2 separate regions of the Oncorhynchus mykiss genome follow, and region 1 is linked to region 2. A link is a contact called in public Hi-C data. All regions are on one chromosome and are shown on one strand. Each heading gives the region's core, a stretch centred on a gene start, on an enhancer-like site or on the middle of the called end of the contact. The rest is flanking DNA. Distances are from core to core; before and after follow the strand shown.

Region 1 (6,712 bases), core at 2,971-5,470, 71 kb after region 2:
TACATCACATTTGAACAGACAGTTTTCATATTTTATAAAACTATGCAGCTTGTTTTATACGATGCCCGCTGGGAAACATATTTAATAATACTGTTAATAACTTTTCTATTTGTACAGGTCTGATAATGAAGCTTCCATTCTGGGGACAGCCTCCAGATCAGAACTGCTTTGATGATTCCATTTATTGGGAGGTAATAATCTGAAAGAAACAAATACAACACATTATCCTGATCCATGAATGACCATCACTAGCTTACAGTTGAATCAAATGCCTGAGGTATATGGTATAACGTACAGGATGTTACATTATTGGTGTGACACTCATGTAACATTTGACATATCCAGTCCCATAATGTGGCATTAGCCACATATAGATTGTTATTAGTCACACATGGCAAATGTGGCATACTGTCTTGTATTACATTGAACGTGACCACCTGGAGACACACATAAAATATTTGATTTGTAAATTTAAAAAAGACTATCTTATAACAAATATGATTTGGTATAGATTAAATTGTGGCTAAATTCTGAGATCTGTGGCTGACTGAGATGTGACTGTGTTCTAGGTTCCTGGGGAGGAGGAGGAGGAGGGCGAGGAGAGCCTGGCTCACGGAGACCAAAAAGCAGAGGCGTAAAGCTCCCACTCTTTGCTGCACATTCACGACCTACAACCCTCTGAGCTAGAGATGGGAAAGTGAGGAATCATGAACCACACATTAGACATTGGGTGTACTCTATCTCAATAGTCTTAACTGGCTTCCTCTCCTTGTCACCTCTCCTTCATCTAATTGGTAAATCCCTACCAGGACTTCATTCGTCACCCGTCTAATTTCTTGACCATCAGTGCAGAGGACGTAAAGGAGAGAATCTATGTTGTACTATTGAATTCAACCCAGGATGGCCAGTGCTGTGAAATTGTCAGTTATTTTCAACTACTGCATAAATAATTGGATTGATATGAGACAAATTGAGATCATATCGTGATTCATGCTACCTTATTAAGACATCTCTAAATCAACTCGATCAGCAGGGAAATGTTAGCCTATGTTGTACTTTTCTAGGTCCAAACTAGGTCCTCATTGTCCATAGATTTGTACTAAATATTTTAATCTTCAATTGAAGTAGGTCCACTGAAGAGCATTTGGGAAACAAGTCATAGCTCATTATAATTTCAACTAAAGTGTAAGAGGTGGGTGTGTTACATTTTTTTTAATTTTTTTTTACTATTATTAGGTCTCAATGCAATTGAGATAATATTGTAAGGATTTTCTTATCTTAAACAAATAATGTTTACAGAAACTCATTTCAAGCAACATGCTTGCAGTGCTTTGGATGTGTTAGTCTGAAAATTGATTTAAATGAAGGAGCATTTTGATATAAATGATCCTGAATAAGTTGCATTGAAACATGAACTGTTCTTTCACACAATCGGAGGAAAGATACTTTCAGGGATTCTTTTTTTACACTGAATTTGATGACCATGAGCCATTAGAAACTGTATAGAAATAGTAGAAACAGTATATCAAGCTGACAATATCACCAATTGTCTCACATGCTTTGTGACACTATCAAAATGTTAACAGACATTTGTTTTGCCTCATTAGTTAGGGCTATACATTGTATATTTTTCTCAACGTGTCTTTTTATGTCGCCATCCAACTGACATAGCCGATATTGTGTGCTAGGCCTTGTTTAATGAATAAAATCAACTGCTACTTTAGCCTGCTGCAGAGTTAGGCCGCGTGACTGGAGCTCACTACTCCTACTGGAAAGAATCTGATACCAGACCAGGCTGCAAAGTTTAGGCAGTAGCTAAGGGCCAGTATTTATCAAGCGTCTCAGAGTGGGGTGCTGATCTTGGATCAGTTTTACCTTTCTAGATCAGCACTCCTGAGACGCTTGATAAACACGGGCCCAGGTCTCACGGGGAATGGAGCTGGGCAAGAATAGGTTCTGCATTAAGCTACTCCCTGTGTGCATCCAAATACTCTAAGGTTCCCCTTCTTCTACCCCAGTATCCTCACAGCTAAAGTGGAGTTGAGTGTCTTTCATTTTCATTTTTCAAACACAGAAAGTCAATTGAAATCTGACATGTCCAATTAAAAACCGGATAGTCTACATGTCACATGGATTCTGAATAAATGGGGCATGAGAAAGCAAGCCACTAAGAGATTTAGGATACATGAGCTGTCTATATTTCTTTCACTTATTATTGTAACCTCTTAATGCAAAGTGTAGTTAGTTACATAATGGATATAGTCAGTTTCTCTAAATCCCTGCACCTAGGACTAACAATTGTTACTTAGTGATGCAGATCACAAGTATCTCTTTATACACTGAGTGTACAAAACCTTAAGAACACTTTCATCATATTGAGTTGCACCCCCCCCCCCCTTTTTCCCCCAGAATAGTCTCAATTTGTTGGGTCATGGACTCTACAAGGTATCGAAAGCGTTCCACAGGTATGCTGGCCCATGTTGACTCCAATGCTTGACCCCAAAGGTGTTTGATGGGGTTGAAGTCAGGGCTCTGTGCAGACCAGTTAAGTTCTTCCACACCAATCTCAACAAACCACTTCTGTATGGACCTCGCTTTGTGCACGGCGGTATTGTCATGCTGAAACAGGAATGTGCCTTCCCCAAAATGTTGCCACAAAGTTGGAAGCACAGAATCATCTGGAATGTCATTGTATGCTGTAGCATTAACATTTCCCACAGTTGTGTCAAGTTGGCTGGATGTCCTTTAGGTGGTGGACCATTCTTGATACACATGGGAGACTGTTGAGTGTGATAACCCCAGCAGCGTTGCAATTCCCAACACAAACCAGTGTGCCTGGCACCTACTACCATACCCCGTTCAAAGGCACTTAAATATTTTGTCTTGCCTCTTCATCCTCTAAATGGCACACATACACAATCCATGTCTCAATTGCCTCAAGGATGAAACAAAATCCTTCTTTAACCTGTCTCCTCTTCTTCATCTACACTGATTTGAAGTGGATTTAACAAGTTAGATCAATAAGGGATCATAGCATTGACCTGGTCAGTCTATGTCTTGGAAAGAGCAGGTATTTATAATGTTTTGTACACTCAGGCTATATCGCAACCATTTTGTTGAATAAAGTGATACCTGAGAATGCAGGAGGAAAATAGTCAACAATAGTTCCTGTACTAGACCATTGTAGCAGGTAAAGATGAAACTGACTACAGATACACTACATGGCCCAAATGATGCTTGTCTAACATCTCATTCCAAAATCATGGGCATTAAAATGGAGTTGGTCCCACCTTTGTTGCTATAACAGCTTACTTTTGGCCATGTAGTGTAGCTAGCTAGATAAGTAGTACATTTGGCTGATGTAGTAGCCTATGTGTGATTTAGATGTAATGCTTAGAACACCAGCAGGCAATATTTTTTTTTTTTAAATGCTTGATATGACATTTTTTTTTTTAAGTTACAGAAAATTAATATGTATTACATTTTTGTTAATGTATAAATATTTATACTGTAATTTATGAATATGGTTTTATACAATATAAGAGTGACTCTGTCTGTGTTCTTTGACATGATTCCATTGCATTATCACCATCAACATTCTTTTCACAATCAGAACGTAGAAGGCGTGTTGTACATTTTCAAGGGCCAAGACACTAATTGTGCTATCAAGACAATCGGAGCTCTAGAAAGATGCCAGAGAGTCGGATGACCATTCAAAACGAATTTCCCAGTCGGAGCTCGTTTTTTTCATAGTTTCCAGTTGTCGTGAACTAATACATCGTTCAAAACAACTGATAACTCGGAACTGGGAACTCGGCTATTTCCGACTTCTGACTTCAGTGTGTTCAAAACAGCTGGGAACTCAAAAAAGGGAGCTCCGATTGAGAAAAATCGATTTGAACAGTCATCCAACTCGGAATTCCAACTCGGGATCTCTGGCCTCTTTCTAGAGCTCCGACTTTCCAACCTGAAGATCACTGACGTCATGATTTGACCTGATATTTTCCCGAATTCCCAGTAGATTTGAACACCGCACCACTGAAGTCGGAAGTCTGACATTTCCGAGTTCTCAGTTATTTTGAACATGGCATAATGATTCTTCATCCTTTGACCACATAGACCGCGATTTGTCAGTGGATGACACGTCCGATGACTTGGCACGCAACCATTGGTTGTTGCGTCTCCTCGCCTAGCTATGGAACGCGCTCCCAAATTGCATGTTTTATTATGAGTTTCTTTTAATAAGACATTTTTTATAAACTATGAGATGTCAGGTTTATTCTGTATGAGGAGCATCACATATGTCACTGAATTATTTTGTGTATTCAGGACTCGTGTATCCTATTAGAGACAGACATTTTCTCTCTTTCTGTTTGAATTATTACCTTGCTGCCAAGCAATCAAACCGAAAATAACGTGTCCGCATCGAGGTTTAAAAATATTGTGGTGTTCCTTTAATAAATTAACGGTGCATTGTGGGATGTAAAATGGCTCCATGGTGTTGTCAGCAAACTAGCCCACCAGTCAACTCTTACAGCCTTAACGTTACATTTACAAATAAGTACCGTCGATGAAGCATTGCTATTAATTTCTGAATAGTAGTATAGAGAATATAGCTTTGAGAATCAACAACTTTTATTGCATTCACCTCTTTTTTTTTCGTCGAAACAACAGCCACCATGGTAAGTACCTAGCGAGCTAGCTCCCTAGCCTTCTTCACTTCCGTTAACGTTATATGCAACTTGCTATTATATATGAGCGCTAACGTTAGCTAGCTAGCTAACTTGTCAGCGCAATTAGTAAGCCACCTTACCGAAATTCACCAGTGTCGATCTGATGGGTGACAACCGGAGAGAGTTATCGCCAACTTTATCCTAACTCCAATCTGCATGAACGGCTAGGCTAACTAATTTAGCCTACTGATCTACTGCTCTGTCTGGGTTTATAAACTCAAGACGAGCTTATGATAGAGGTTTGGCCTCACAATGCAAACAGACTTACATACGTACTTTATTTTTGTTAGTCTGCCGAAGTAGACAAAGTGAGAAGTCAGTCCAGCACAAGAAGAGATGATAGAAGAAGTACTGAGTCCTCCACAAGAAGAGATGACATTAGAAGAGATGACAAAAGAAGTACAGAGACTGCCAGAAGAAGAGATGACAAAAGAAGTACTGAGACTTCCAGAAGAAGATATGACGGAAGAAGTACTGAGACTGCCACAAGAAGAGATGACCGAAGAAGTACTGAGACTGCCACAAGAAGAGATGACCGAAGAAGTACTGAGACCGCCATAGGAAGAGATGACAGAAGAACAACAAGTACAGGTAATTTAATGGTCTGTGGTGATCACTTATCAGCTGATATCACATGTGTGTGTGTGCCTACCTTGAAATAATGGATAACACACACTGTGCTTCTGTATTTTTCTATTGAAGGGAAAGAAAAAATTAAAAGGAAAAGCCGCAGTAGATCATCTTCCTCCTCATCCAGCTCATCCTCATCATCGGGATCCTCTTCATCATCCTCATCCCGCTCCTCGTCTGGCAGTAGGAGTAGTTCGAGCAGCAGTGGTGAGTGTGCCAGTACATGTACCGTAGTTAAGACGCAAATGTATCTGAAATATTTTTGTGTATTTTTTTATTTGTATTTATATAAATATACAAAAAGCAGTTAAAGCCTGATAGTGTCTCAGTTAGATTTTGCAATCTCCTTTCTAGATTCCCACAGCAAGTCCAGAAAGAATTCTAAGAAAAGGAAAAAGGAAAAACAACTCAAAAAGGTAAATATTCATTAGTTTTCAGTAGCTAATTATTTTGTTGGTGTAGTCTGTACCTTGTTAGATATCAAATGGTAATTTTAAGTTATTTCAAATATGCTCTGTTTTCACTCTGTTTTAAAAGAAAGGGAAAAGGGAGAAAAAGCTTAAACGGAAGAAGGACAAGAAAATGAAGACGGAGGAGGAAAGCGCTGGACCTGGACCTATTCAGATATCCAAGGTAGAAAATGTTTATGGGGCTATTTTTCCTAAAGGAAGTACGCTACAGCCATACCTGTAGTTTAAAGCTGTCTGAAAGCTGTCATTTTGAAATGAATTGTCTTTCAGTATTTAAAAGAGAGAAAGAGAAAAAGCAAGTTCAGCATGATTTCAGGAAAGAAGATAAAAATGAAATTGAAGAAGTCAAAGAAAGACAAGCTGGTGAGTATTCCATGACGGTTTTTACTTGCAATGATTGTGGTATGTGAAGGTTGTTTATCGACCTTAGTTGATTTCACTGATTCTAAGTCGACTCGCTCTTGGTGCTAGTCTTCTAAACGTGTGTGTGTGTGTGCATACATGTATGCATGCATACATACATAGCAGTCAAAAGTTTGGACACCTACTCATTCAAGTGTTCTTTATTTTAAAAATGTTCTACATTGTAGAATAATGGTGAAGACCTCAACTATTAAATAACACATATGGAATCATGTAGCAAGCAGAAAAGTGTTAAACAAATCAATTTTACATTTTTCAAAGTAGCCACCCTTTGCCTCGACTTCAGCTTTGTACACTCTTGGCATTCTCTCAACCAGCTTCACCTGGAATGCTTTTCCAACTGTCTTGAAGGAGTACCCACATATGCTGAACACTTGTTGGCTGCTTTTCCTTCACTCTGCGGTCCAACTCATCCCAAACCATCTCAATTGGGTGGAGGTTGGTTGATTGTGAAGG
Region 2 (6,498 bases), core at 2,699-5,198:
AGGATATGTTCTCTATTCTTACACTGTTCTTTCCAGCACCGTTAGTACTAGCAACTATGGTGGGTGAGTAACCAGGTCAGCGCAGTAGATCTACAGCTCAGCTTGGCTTGGCTCAGCTTTGCTCAGTGGTGTAAAGAGGATATTATTGTACTGTTATCTAGTGAGGATTTACCAACAAAAGACAAGGTCTTCACCTTATAATTGTCCACCACAGAGAAGGTATACTCATGCCTGGCAATGACATGGTCACGGTTTTTACACACATCTTCTAGGTAGTAAAGAAAGACCATTAGTAAGATGAAAAATGGACACCAGCACAGACACACCTTTTTCAGGGCCATGTTCATTTGACCTTCAAGACCTTCTACCAGATCACGCCGGGGGTCACCAATTGTTAGGTTTGCGTCAATTCGATTCTGGTATCAGAATAAGTTATAACACTGAGTCACTGATTGTACTCTCTGTACTTTTATTAGCTAAGCAATAAATAGCAAATGCAACTTTCGTATATACGTGCTCACTGTAATACCACGCAGGGAAGTGACAGGATCTAAGAAAACAGCTGTTCATATACTGTCATAGGCTAACAGACGGGTTGGAACTATGTCTATCACAGTAGAGGCTGAGCGTGGCTTAGACTTGCTCAGCCTATCGCAGGCGCTCAGGCTGGTCCCCGCCTCTTGGCGCTTCTTGGAGTCCACCCTCTGTCGATGTATAGATTCTTACTGTTCTGGTATCACCCCCTAGTTATAACAGTTGCTCAGTTCCTGCTATTGTGTTGTTCAGTATTTTTCCATCTCAGTTAAACCTCGTGATGACCACCTCTCCCTATACCTGATTAACCACAACTTTGTAAGATACAGCAAGTCACACCATGTGTTCAATATTGTCACATACAAACACAAGGACAAAGCATCTGCTGGGCTGTTATCTACAGTTTTGCAACATGCAGGTCACACCATGTTACTCAGTTCTTGTCACACACACAAACAGGCAAGTAGATGTAGCAAGCAGTTGTTTAATCTCATGATGCTCAAGTGCACAAATGCAGATACCTCACACAGCCAACATCAGATAATATGTAATCATATATATGGTAATGGCTATAATGTAAAACACAGAATCCCACAGTGGATGCTGCAGTGTACCCAAGTGGCGTCGGGAGCAACTGCTTGCACACTCATTACCATTCCACTATGTCTCCCTGTCATGGCTTTTGCGCCATCAGTACAGATACCAAAATATCTTGATCACCAAAGTCCATTTGATGTCACAAAGCTGTCCTGTTGTCCTGGTTTCCAGTGGTTTGCAGAAGAGGACGTGTTCCTTAATTTACCCCCCATATCTGTAACGGACATACAGTGGGGCAAAAAAGTATTTAGTCAGCCACCAATTGTGCAAGTTCTCCCATTTAAAAAGATGAGAGACCTGTAATTTTCATCATAGGTACACTTCAACTATGACAGACAAAATGAGGGGAAAAAAATTGCAGAAAATCACATTGTAGGATTTTTTATGAATTTATTTGCAAATTATGGTGGAAAATAAATATTTGGTCAATAACAAAAGTTTATCTCAATACTTTGTTATATACCCTTTGTTAGCAATGACAGAGGTCAAACGTTTTCTCAAATGATTGCCTCGCATGGTTCACCTACTACTTCTCTGATAGAGCTCAGTGTGTCAAATCGGAGGGCCTGTTGTCCGGACCTCTGGCAGTCTCTATGGGGGTGCCACAGAGTTAAATTCCCGGGCTGACTCTCTTCTCTGTATACATCAATGATGTCGCTCTTGCTGCTGGTGAGTCTCTGATTCACCTCTACGCAGACGACACCATTCTGTATACTTCTGGCCCTTCTTTGGACACTGTGTTAACTAACCTCCAGACGAGCTTCAATGCCATACAACTCTCCTTCCGTGGCCTCCAACTGCTCTTAAACGCAAATAAAACTAAATGCATGCTATTCAGCCGATCATTGCCAGCACCTGCCCGCCCATCCAGCATCACTACTCTGGACGGCTCTGACTTAGAATACGTGGATAACTACAAATACCTGGGGGTCTGGCTAGACTGTAAACTCTCCTTCCAGACTCACATTAAGCATCTCCATTCAAAAATTAAATCTAGAATCGGCTTCCTATTTCACAACAAAGCTTCCTTCACTCATGCTGCTAAACATACCCTCGTAAAACTGACCATCCTACCGATCCTTGACTTTGGCGATGTCATCTATAAAATAGCCTCCAACACTCTACTCAGCAAACTGGATGTAGCCATCCGTTTTGTCACCAAAGCCCCATATACAACCACCACTGCGACCTGTACGCTCTTGTTGGCTGGCCCTCGCTTCATACTCGTCGCCAAACCCACTGGCTACAGGTTATCTACAAGTCTCTGCAAGGTAAAGCCCGGCCCTATCTCAGCTCGCTGGTCACCATAGCACACACTCGTAGCACACGCTCCAGCAAGTATATCTCACTGGTCACGCCCAAAGCCAATTCCTCCTTTGGTTGCCTTTCCTTCCAGTTCTCTGCTGCCACTGACTGGAACGAACTGCAAAAATCACTGAAGCTGGAGATTCCCATCTTCCTCACTAGCTGTAAGAACCAGCTGTCAGAACAGCTCACAGATCATTGCACCTGTTCATAGCCCATCTGTATACAGCCCATCTATCTACCTCATCCCCATACTGTATTTATTTATTTTGTTCCTTTTGTACTACAGTATCTCTACTTGCACATCCATCTTTTGCACATCTACCATTCCAGTGTTTAATTGTCATAGTGTAATTACTTCGCCACCATGGCCTATTTATTGCCTTAACTCCCTTATTTGACCTAATTTGCACTCACTGTATATAGACTTTGTTTTCTTGTTTTTCTACTGTATTATTGACTGTATGTTTTGTTCATTCCATATGTAACTCTGTTGTTGTGTGTGTCGAACTGCTATGCTTGATCTTGGCCTGGTCGCAGTTGCAAATGAGAACTTTTTCTCAACTAGCTCACCTGGTTAAATAAAGGTGAAATTTAAAAATGTAAAAAAAAATTAGCTGTAAGCAAGGCTGTATACAAGCCTTGTTTATCCTCTCTACATAACACTTACCATAAGCAAACATCATGTTCTGTTCTCAAATTAGACTAGAAACATTTTAGTTTGATTCTTGTGTGATTGGTTTGAGGGATTATCTTGGTGAACAGTACTGTGCATAAACTGACTTGGCAAATACATACATGTCAAACTAAAAGTACACTTTTTTTTTTTTACAGCTTCATTCATGAGAAGGAAAAAACATGTATCAAGGGCATTATTAGTTTGCAAGATTATGCAACGCCACATGCAGCCACTTTACAAGGACACAGCTATGATAAAACGACTTGCTTTGGTATAAAGCTGAGGGAGAGGGGGATGGAGGAATGTAACCCTTCGCAACTGACAGTCCATAAGATCAACCTGATATTTTAACATATTTGGAGGCAGTACAATGTTTGTTTACCAAGACTCAAATGATATCATGATACAACCTTTGGGGTATGATGTGACACTAAGTTCAGGACACATTTTAAAAGTTACGTACTCAAAGAAAACATAGGTATTCATTGAAAATACCGTTGGACAGCAGTAAATATCCCAGATTATGTTAAAAAGGCACAGAGGTGCAATGTTGTTCCTTGGCCCAGAGAGGTCAATATTGTACAAGGTGAACTTGTTTGAATTATTTTTAAGAAGTTTCAATGAATTCAAGGAAAACCAAATCGAGTCATTAATGTGTTTGAAATGGTGTGGTTCTTCCTCTATACATTGTACATTTAGTATTGTCAGCCAATCACTATGCTCATAAATGGCATAGATGGTATGAACATAAGCTTAAAGTATAGCTGTTGGGTGACTTGGTTGAGTGATTATCTTGGGGGCCATATCCTACTTAGGAATGTATTGCTTTCCTACGCACCTTTCCTATGCACTTCTCAGTATTTGGTATTCAGGCTTACCTTATTATCACATAACGTGCTCTGTAGGTGTAGCTACCTTGGTCGCTCTGAATACATTTTATTCACCGCTGAAAACCCTCCAATTTGCTGGCCAACAGATTTTCTTGCGTAGTTTTCATTCAATAGGGTTTTCAGTACATGTATCTTAATCCATCCCTTTAATTAAATACGGTGTACTTTTTTGTTTGAATTTTTGTCTACAGACTAGAATATATTGAGGAAAATGGGTTCAGAATAGTAGCTTTCTTTCATTGATCCCTATCTAAATATATGCATATTTGTTGCTGTTTCAGCACCAATTGGTCTGATCTTGCAGATTTATTTTGGTTTAGGAAAGTATTTTTGAATCATAAACAGGTTTGGAAGAGACTTTGCGCACGAAAGGAAAAATGGTGGTTTGATGCATTGTGAAAATGAGTCTTTCTATATTATCAATCGTTACTAATGATCCTCAGCAACAACCACACATCTGTGATGGCATCTACAGAAGAAGCAAATGAAGGTATACAAAACAATGGGATTACATGGAATGATAATGTAGCCTATACCAACTGAAGGGAACTAATATTACATTGTCAGTTGAATATCTGTGGTTATTAGGCTTTCTGACAGTCGATACTGATAGTGGCTAATATTTAACAAAGTAGGAGACAGAAATCCAGGGTTACCTATAATTAAGACATACAAGATAAATTCTGCATAATAGCGCAGCATTTCATAAACTCTACCGTGGGGAATGTGGATATGCTTCAGTTTGCTGCCATATGACTGGTTTCACGTTCATCTCCAGCGATTTATAAGGTAAAACAGATCTAAAAGTCTGATTTATATTTACAATTCCCTTATCCACACGGATTACTCCTTTACCTAGCTCTTATCAAGTTGTAAATTACAGTGCATGGAGTATGGTGTCATTTCTATCGGGAAAAAATAAAGTACATGCTTTTTCCACTTGGAACCATAGGGTCGCTAGACCTTATTCATGGTTTCTTCGCAAGTAAAGATGGGGGAATTAAGGAGTATATGGCATATCTGTAGACACACCTTCATTTATTAGATATCCACCCCAAAAGAATAGCGGGTGAATTGCGTGCCATTCAGTTCAAGGTCAGAATAGAGAGAAGTGCATAAAAACTTCAGTTCCATTCCAATACTTATTTTCCACCATAATTTGCAAATAAATTCATAAAAAATCCCACAATGTGATTTTCTGGATTTTTTTTCTAATTTTGCCTGTCATAGTTGAAGTGTACCTATGATGAAAATTACAGGCCTCTCTCATCTTTTTAAGTGGGAGAACTTCCACAATTGGTGGCTGACTAAATACTAATACTTTTTTGCCCCACTGTACATGTGAGATGAGTAATGCAAAATATGTCAACATTCTTAAAGTGACCAGGGTTGCATTATTAAAGTGGCCAGTGATTCTTAGTCTGTGTGAAAGGCGTTGTACCTAAAAGCAGCCCTTAGCAGTGATATATTGGCTATATACCACACCCCCTCTGGCTATATTGCTTAAATAGACCCCAGCTGGAATGTGGTTTTAACCAATCAGCATTCAGGATTAGACCCACCCGTTGTATAAAACATTAGGAACACCTGCTCTTTCCATGACAGACTGACCAGCTGAAACCTATGACATCTGTTATTTAGTTCAGTCAGTGTGTAGATGAAGGGGAGGAGACCGGTTAAGGAAGTATTATTATTTTATTTTTTTGCCTTGGGACATGGATTGTGTATGGGTTCAGACAAAATATGTATAGCTGCAATATGTCACTTTTTGGACAACCAACCAAATTCACATAATGTGAGTTATAGATCTGTCATTCTCATTGAAAGCAAGTTTAAGAAACAAGACCTGTTCTATGGGCATTTTTTTCTATGCTCCCGTTCTTAAGTTTTAGTTTTTGGATCTTTTACTTTCCGTTTTGTACACCAGCTTCAAACTGCTGAAAATGCCATTTGTGATTATGGAAAATATATTTCACAGCAGTTTAGATGGTACACTATACATGTTTGTTTTGTCCCATAAACTGAAATTAGGTGAAGGATTAACATTTTAGAAACCAGGAAATGGCAGAGCGATTTCTGCATATTGCAGCTTTAAGTGCTTTTGAACGGGGCATATTAGTAGGTGCCAGGCGCACTGGTTTGAGTGTGTCAAGGCTGCTGGCTTTTTCCCACTCAACAGTTTCCATGTTTGGAGAATGGTCCACCACCCAAAGGACATCCAGCCAATTTAGCACAACTGTGGGAGTCAACATAGACCAGCATCCCTGTGGAACACTTTCGACACCTTGTAGAATCTATGCCCGAACAAATTGAGGCTGTTCTAAGGGCATAAGGGGATGCAGCTCAATATTAGGAAGGTCTTCCTAATGTTTTGTACACCCAGGTCTATTACAGATTTTTGTTTGAAATGTATTGACATTCTCTCTTGTCTATCTCGACCAGAGTATGTGAGCAGAGCTGGAGTGGAGTGAGGAGCGGAGCGTGCCCAATTTG

The links. A called contact is a pair of places that touch in the nucleus more often than the background predicts.
Region 1: a Hi-C map of blood shows a contact between it and region 2, with 2.6 times the contacts expected there. The contact joins the promoter of LOC110522020 here to the enhancer-like site in region 2. A contact is called at or near these places in 3 of 3 Hi-C or Micro-C datasets (blood and liver).

The regions. Positions count from the first base shown.
Region 1 is chr4:8,102,875-8,109,586 of USDA_OmykA_1.1, forward strand. LOC110522020 (ADP-ribosylation factor-like protein 6-interacting protein 4) reads left to right here and starts at 4,221. Exons shown (of 7, transcript XM_021600081.2): 1 at 4,221-4,682; 2 at 5,024-5,324; 3 at 5,436-5,570; 4 at 5,718-5,779; 5 at 5,901-5,996; 6 at 6,104-6,196. The coding sequence starts at 4,680. It overlaps LOC100136711 (Rhag), which reads left to right. Exons shown (of 10, transcript NM_001124674.2): 9 at 118-191; 10 at 570-966. The coding sequence ends at 638.
Region 2 is chr4:8,032,318-8,038,815 of USDA_OmykA_1.1, forward strand. No RefSeq gene overlaps it. Among protein-coding and RNA genes, the nearest start is that of LOC110520965, 20 kb to the right of the region's middle. Within about 2 kb of position 3,949, at least 2 of the 11 cell types and tissues checked have an H3K27ac peak or open chromatin away from gene starts, as enhancers often do.